Regions from separate parts of the Mus musculus genome. Here region 1 is linked to region 2. The links are chromatin contacts, called in public promoter capture Hi-C maps. All regions are on one chromosome and are shown on one strand. Each heading gives the region's core, a stretch centred on a gene start, on an enhancer-like site or on the middle of the called end of the contact. The rest is flanking DNA. Distances are from core to core; before and after follow the strand shown. Region 1 holds the start of Itm2a (integral membrane protein 2A). Region 2 holds the start of Magee1 (melanoma antigen, family E, 1).

Region 1 (2,775 bases), core at 107-2,606, 2.3 Mb after region 2:
TTCCATGATGAAAGTTCTGCGGCAGCGCACATTGGCATTCCAAATTGTATGCATAATTATGTTTTACTATATGCATTCAGATGTCACTCAAAGCACTTTTCAAATATCCAGTCTGAACCTAGAAGAGAAAACTCTCTAAAGACACCAGGACAAGTTAAGGCAGATCGAGCTCCAGTACTGCAGATTCCACAGAAGTAGAAGAAAATATTATCACTTTTTCAAACTAAGATTTAACTGAGGAAAAAGAGTTTATCGACACTACAAACATGGTTGGCATTAAAAGGAAATATAAATTTGTCTAGATGAACAACCTAGGAAGAGAGAACTTCTCCAGTGCCTGGAAAATGAATTGTTTAAATAGCAACATGGATATGCTTCACATGGCTATATGAGGGATATTGCTAAAAAAATAATAAAAAGTAAAAAATAATAACAACCAAAACAATAAGATCTCAAATTTTATTTTTAAACGTGATTTATCAAGAATTAAAACCAATATATGTTTTAATAGCTCCATTATCTAACCCTTAACACTAACTAAAATTGTGTGTGTGGGGGGGTGGTGTGCGCGCGCGCGTGCACAGACACACACGCGCGCGCGCGCGCGCTCATGCGCGTGCAGAAACACACTTTCCCCAGAACATACAGTTTGGAGTTCAGGCTGCCCCTTGCCTCCATTCAACCGCCACAAAAGCAGTCCTACAAAGACAGAGATTCATATAACTTTACCCATGTCAAAAATAAAGAACAGTTAAGTCTCTTGCCCTTGTTCACTCCGTGTGGCTGCTCGGCCCCTGTAGCTATAATTGCTTCTCTGGATAATTCCATAACCCATTTCTCAGAACAAATGACATGCAGGAATTTCTTCAAACTCCTTCCAACAACTTCCCTGGGGTAGGTGGTGTTAAGCGATAGAATCGCATGGATGCAGAGGGAATAAGTTGAAGCAGAGTAAAAGGTGACCCACTCAACTCAATGCAGATTGGCCTGCCTGGAACTCCGCTGCAGGGCAGCCAACAGTTTACTCTCTGCACCTGCATATTCCCCCTTTTCTCTCCATCCCCAAACCCCAGAAGACAGAGGTGGGCCCAGTGGGAACTACCTTGCCAGTCAGGATTTGAGCTCGGACAGTGCGACTGACGAGCGCCTCTACATCTTGCCGCGCCTCCTCCTTTTGCACCGCCGTAGGGGTGTTGAAGGCGATCTTCACCATGGTGAATCTTCGGGCTGCGCGGTAAGGCGCGGCTCGAATCAGTATCTTGGGCTGCAGGTTGAAAGAGGAGAGGATCGCGCTTGCTTGAGCAGCACTTAGTGTCTCCTCTCCCAGTCTTCCACAGGCAGCAGCGAGCTCAGGTCTGGGCTTACTTATGACGCAGTCCCAGGCTGGGTGGGAGAGGGTGGGCGGGGCCAGGGAGGTGCTGAGGGAGGAGCGGGAGGGGGCCCGAGCTCTGCAGTGCAACCGAGTGGGGGTGGGTAGCTGCTTAGTTGGAAAGAGAGGGGAACTGGAGCTGATGGCCGGCTTAGGGTAGACATGCCTCACCTGCACCCCAGGCATGCTCCTACTGCCTTCTGCACCCTCAGATAAGAGCAAGGCAGGAAGGAAGCTTGCCTGTCGTGTCTTTCTGCTTCTGTCTGGACCACAATAGCCCCTGACTCTGTTTTCCCAAACTTGGGCCTGGCCCCCCGCGGGGCCAGGGACTGTAACTTGGAGCCAACCCAAGGTTTCTGAGTTCTGCAACCCACCCAGGCCAGAAAGCACAGTTCCCTGACTGTTCTACACCTTTAGACTATCTTCCGTTTAAAGAACACCCAGAAGTCAGTTTGTAGTTGCTTGTTTCATAGTCCAACATTGTTTTTCCTTTCATGCTTTTTGTTTTCTTTTATAATTTTATTTTTCCAACTTAAAGCAATGTTAGATGAGGAAGACGGGGCTTTTGTCTCCCTAACTCCTCATTTTGCAGACAGGACATGATAAGATCCAGAGAAGGGAGGGTAGAAAGCTCTTTCCTAATGAATCAGTGAAATAACCCAGATTTCTTTCTCCCTGATCGGGATAGCCAGAGTAAGGTCTCAGCCCAGAGCCTGTTTCTCTTCAGCCACCAGCTGTGTAACCAGCGGGGGGTGGGTAGGGGGAAGCAGGGGTGTGTGTACCTATGTGTTCAGGGATGTAGGGCATACACAATATAACCAGATGCTGGTGTGGCTCTCATAGGAAAACTATCTGACGGACTGGCTTACAAAGCATTGTGAAGATTTACATGGATATCCGTCTAGTAGAGTTAAAGTGTTTCTTCAGTCAGCTCTCTTAAACTGGTGACATAAAGAGCCTAACTAATGAAATTCAAGCTGTGGTGGCTGGTGATTTAGAGTTGGTGGTAGAGAGTTTATAAATAGTCTTGCTACATAAAACAGAATAGAGGTCTGTTGTATGAAGGGAGCAATACAAAACAAAGCCCCAACAAAACAAAACAAAACACCGTTTTACTAGAGAATTCCCCACCTACTCATCAACTTAACTGAACAGACTTGAATATGCTGAGTTGCTTCCCTTCTGTCCAAGAAATTCTAACTTGGAGTTTTTCCCATGGAGATTGTTTTGCCTCTAAAGCCCTCTCCTGTCTTGACTGTGGGGGCTTTGCAAAGACAGAGTTCATATTCTCTGATAGGTCACAGATGGGAAGGTGGATGGAGAGGAACAGTAAGGAGCTTGTGCCTTGCACAGGGTCAGGACCTTAGAAGCAGGATGTCAGAGTTTACTTAGAAATACTGGCATCT
Region 2 (2,925 bases), core at 238-2,737:
TTCCTTGTCAGTGGTTATGATAGAGCAGGTGGTCCTTCACTGAAACATAGCTATGTCATGATAAGAAGGAACAGAAATAAGCCAAATGTATGATAGTTAGTGTTTATTTTTTAAATAATGTGACCACCCCTGAGTGTTCCATATGTGACTGTTCTATTGTACATGGTATAATTTTGTGTGCAGCTATTAAATTAACAACTTTATTTAAATTGTGATCTCTTTTAATTCTAGTGCAGGCACATGGAAGAGCCCCTTCTTTGTGTGTGCTTGACAGTCATTAGGAAACATGAACTCTCATGCACACTAATGTGAACAAGAAGGAACACTCAACTCCCCAAATGTACACGTGTCTTCTGCTGCAGCAGAATATAGCATGGCATTTTTAACTGCATTCTGGGCTTGCTTCTCACCAGCTTGATTTTAATAGACTGTAGCAGAATCTTTGGGAAAGCTCCTCCACAAGTTTCACTTATGAAAATGAGCCTGTTCTCCTAACCATAGACATTAGCCAAGATTCAGAGGCTAATCATATGCACATATTTAGGTAATGCTGTAATAGGCCCATAGTCGATTTTGTGGACCCATGTGCTGAATGCAATGTGGATAACATAAAATATTGTTGGAATATGACACCATATGATTGATTCTGTTAAAACCAGTTGGTACTGCACAAAGCTACACAAGATTAACTTCACAGAAACATGCAGAATACTGGCAGCATAGGTAACCATGAGGCCCTATAAGGAAACCAAATGTTTCCTTCTATCCATTATCCTTCTAATTCTGGACAGCTTCCTGTGCTTTAGCTGGCTCATATTCCAGTAGCTCTTTAGTAACTAATAGAAACCTTCCCAGAGACTTGCCTCCATAAACCATGCTAATTGCAGTTTTCAAAACCTGACAGTGAGTTTTTCTAACAGACCCCATGGTGCTAACTAACTGTCCTAGGATAATTAATTTTGGGTGTGGTTGGAATAGCACTATTGAAGGACTCCACAAAAGAGATTACATTTTTCTACATTGGTAAGGGTTGGGACTGTGCAGTGAAAATTTCTAGCTAGCTACAGGTTTCCTAAGTAGAACTAAATCCCAGCCCTTTGGAGAAGGGGCAGTAATTTGAGAGGTATTAGAGGTTTCGATAGAGAAAATGACAGAGGAGACAAGGGAGGGGATGAAAGCTGCACCCTTCCATGCGCCACGCACATTTTCCCCAATGCATCCTTAGGATGCAATTTTGAAAATCTATCAAGTACCTGACACTTGGGTAGAAACCTTCTAGTAGGTACCCTGACTCTTGAGAAATAGCTAGTATTACCTCCATTTACCCATCTGCTCCAAGCTCCTTGTCTCCTATCAAAGCCTCCCTCCTGCCATTGCGCAGTTTTGGTGCAGAATCACCAGGTCCACTTTCGCAAACCCACGGGAGAGGCTGGGTTGGGCGGGGTCGCCTTGTCGCAGAGCCCAACTGCGCCTGCGCGGACTGCGGCAGAAGGCGGGGTGTGAGAGGCGAGCATTCTGAGACTAGCGTTCACAGTCGGCTAGAACCTTCGTTCTTGCCCACCACCTCTAATTTCTGCTCCTGCGACTTGCTCGGGCCTGGCAGCAGCAGCATTCCTGCTCTAGCGGCAGTTCCGTGCAGAGGCGCCTACATACCTCTCCCCCTCGTCTGTGAGATCGCGGGCCTGTCAGTGTCAGCTTCCACACGTCGGTCGACAGGACCATGTCGCTGGTAAGCCAGAATTCGCGCCGCCGCCGCGGTGGAAGGGCCAATGCGCGCAGAAACAACGGGAAGGGTCACCCTGCTGCTGTGCCAGGCCCAGACGTCCCTCGGGATCGCAACGATCCTAAGATCCTCCAGGGCCTCCGCGCCTCTGAGGGCCCTGGCACCTCCATGCTGCCCACCCCCCGGGAGGGCCCAAGCGCCTCTGTGCCGCCCACCGCCTCAGAGGGCTCAAGCGCCCCTAGGCAGTTCATCATTTCCCAGGGGCCGAACACCTCCGAGATGCCCACCTCCAGGAAGGGTCGGGGCGCCTCCCGGCCTCCTGCAGTTTCCGCAGGGCTGAACACCGCTATGTCAATCACCGCCTCGGAGGGCCCGAATAGCCCTGTGCCGCCCACTGCTCCTAAAGGCTCAAAGGCCTATGAGCATCTCCCTGTCTCAGAAGGGCTGGCCATCTCTGAGCAGCGTCACTCTGATGGGGGCCCTAACATGGAGCCCACCCTGGGTGAGGGCCCGGGAATCTCGGTGCCGCCCACCTTCTCTGAGGAATCGGGCATTTCTGATGAGGGCTTGAGCATCTTTATGTCGCCCAACATCTCGGAGGGACCGGGTATCAACGAGCCCTACTCCGTTAGTGAGGACCCAAGCACTTCGGTGCCGCCCACTGACTCTAATGGACTGGGCATCAACCTGCCGCCCACCTTCGGTGAGGGCCTGAGCATCTCTATGCTGTTCTCCGCTTTGGAGGAACCCGACATCTTTGCGCCGCCCCCCTCCGCTGAGGGACTGTTCGCCTCCATGTCGCCCCCCTCCGGTGAGATCCAGAGCTCCTGGGTGTCGCCCATCATAATGGAGGGATGTAACGTCAACGTGCCGCCCACCTCCAAAAAGGGACTGCGCACCTCGGTGCCATCAGCTGCTTGTGAGAGCCCGAGCACCTCAGCCGAGGGCCTGAGCTCGTCCCTGTCATCCATTTCTGCTGAGGGCTTCTGCAGCTCGCTGGCGCCATGCGCTGCGGAGGGATCCTGTGAGCTGCTTCCCTGCGGGGAGGGCCGGAGCACCTCGGAGCTGCACTGCCTGGGGGAGGGGTCGAGCACCTCGCAGATGTCCCTAGCTGCCGAGGGCCCTAGCGCTTCTGGGATGCCCACTGAAGCTAATAACCCCGAGGAAGCACTGAGCTGCTGTGCTTCTGAGCGCAGGAACAA

The links. Promoter capture Hi-C pulls out the DNA fragments that hold promoters and counts their contacts.
Region 1: a promoter capture Hi-C map of liver shows a contact between it and region 2, with 6 times the contacts expected there. The contact joins the promoter of Itm2a here to the promoter of Magee1 in region 2. A contact is called at or near these places in 2 of 39 promoter capture datasets (hippocampal neurons and liver) and 1 of 115 datasets of contacts at active chromatin or transcription factors (astrocytes).

What each region holds. Positions count from the first base shown.
Region 1 is chrX:107,402,004-107,404,778 of GRCm38.p6, forward strand. Itm2a (integral membrane protein 2A) reads right to left here and starts at 1,357. Exons shown (of 6, transcript NM_008409.2): 1 at 1,103-1,357. The coding sequence starts at 1,213.
Region 2 is chrX:105,118,891-105,121,815 of GRCm38.p6, forward strand. Magee1 (melanoma antigen, family E, 1) reads left to right here and starts at 1,488. Exons shown (of 1, transcript NM_053201.4): 1 at 1,488-2,925. The coding sequence starts at 1,721.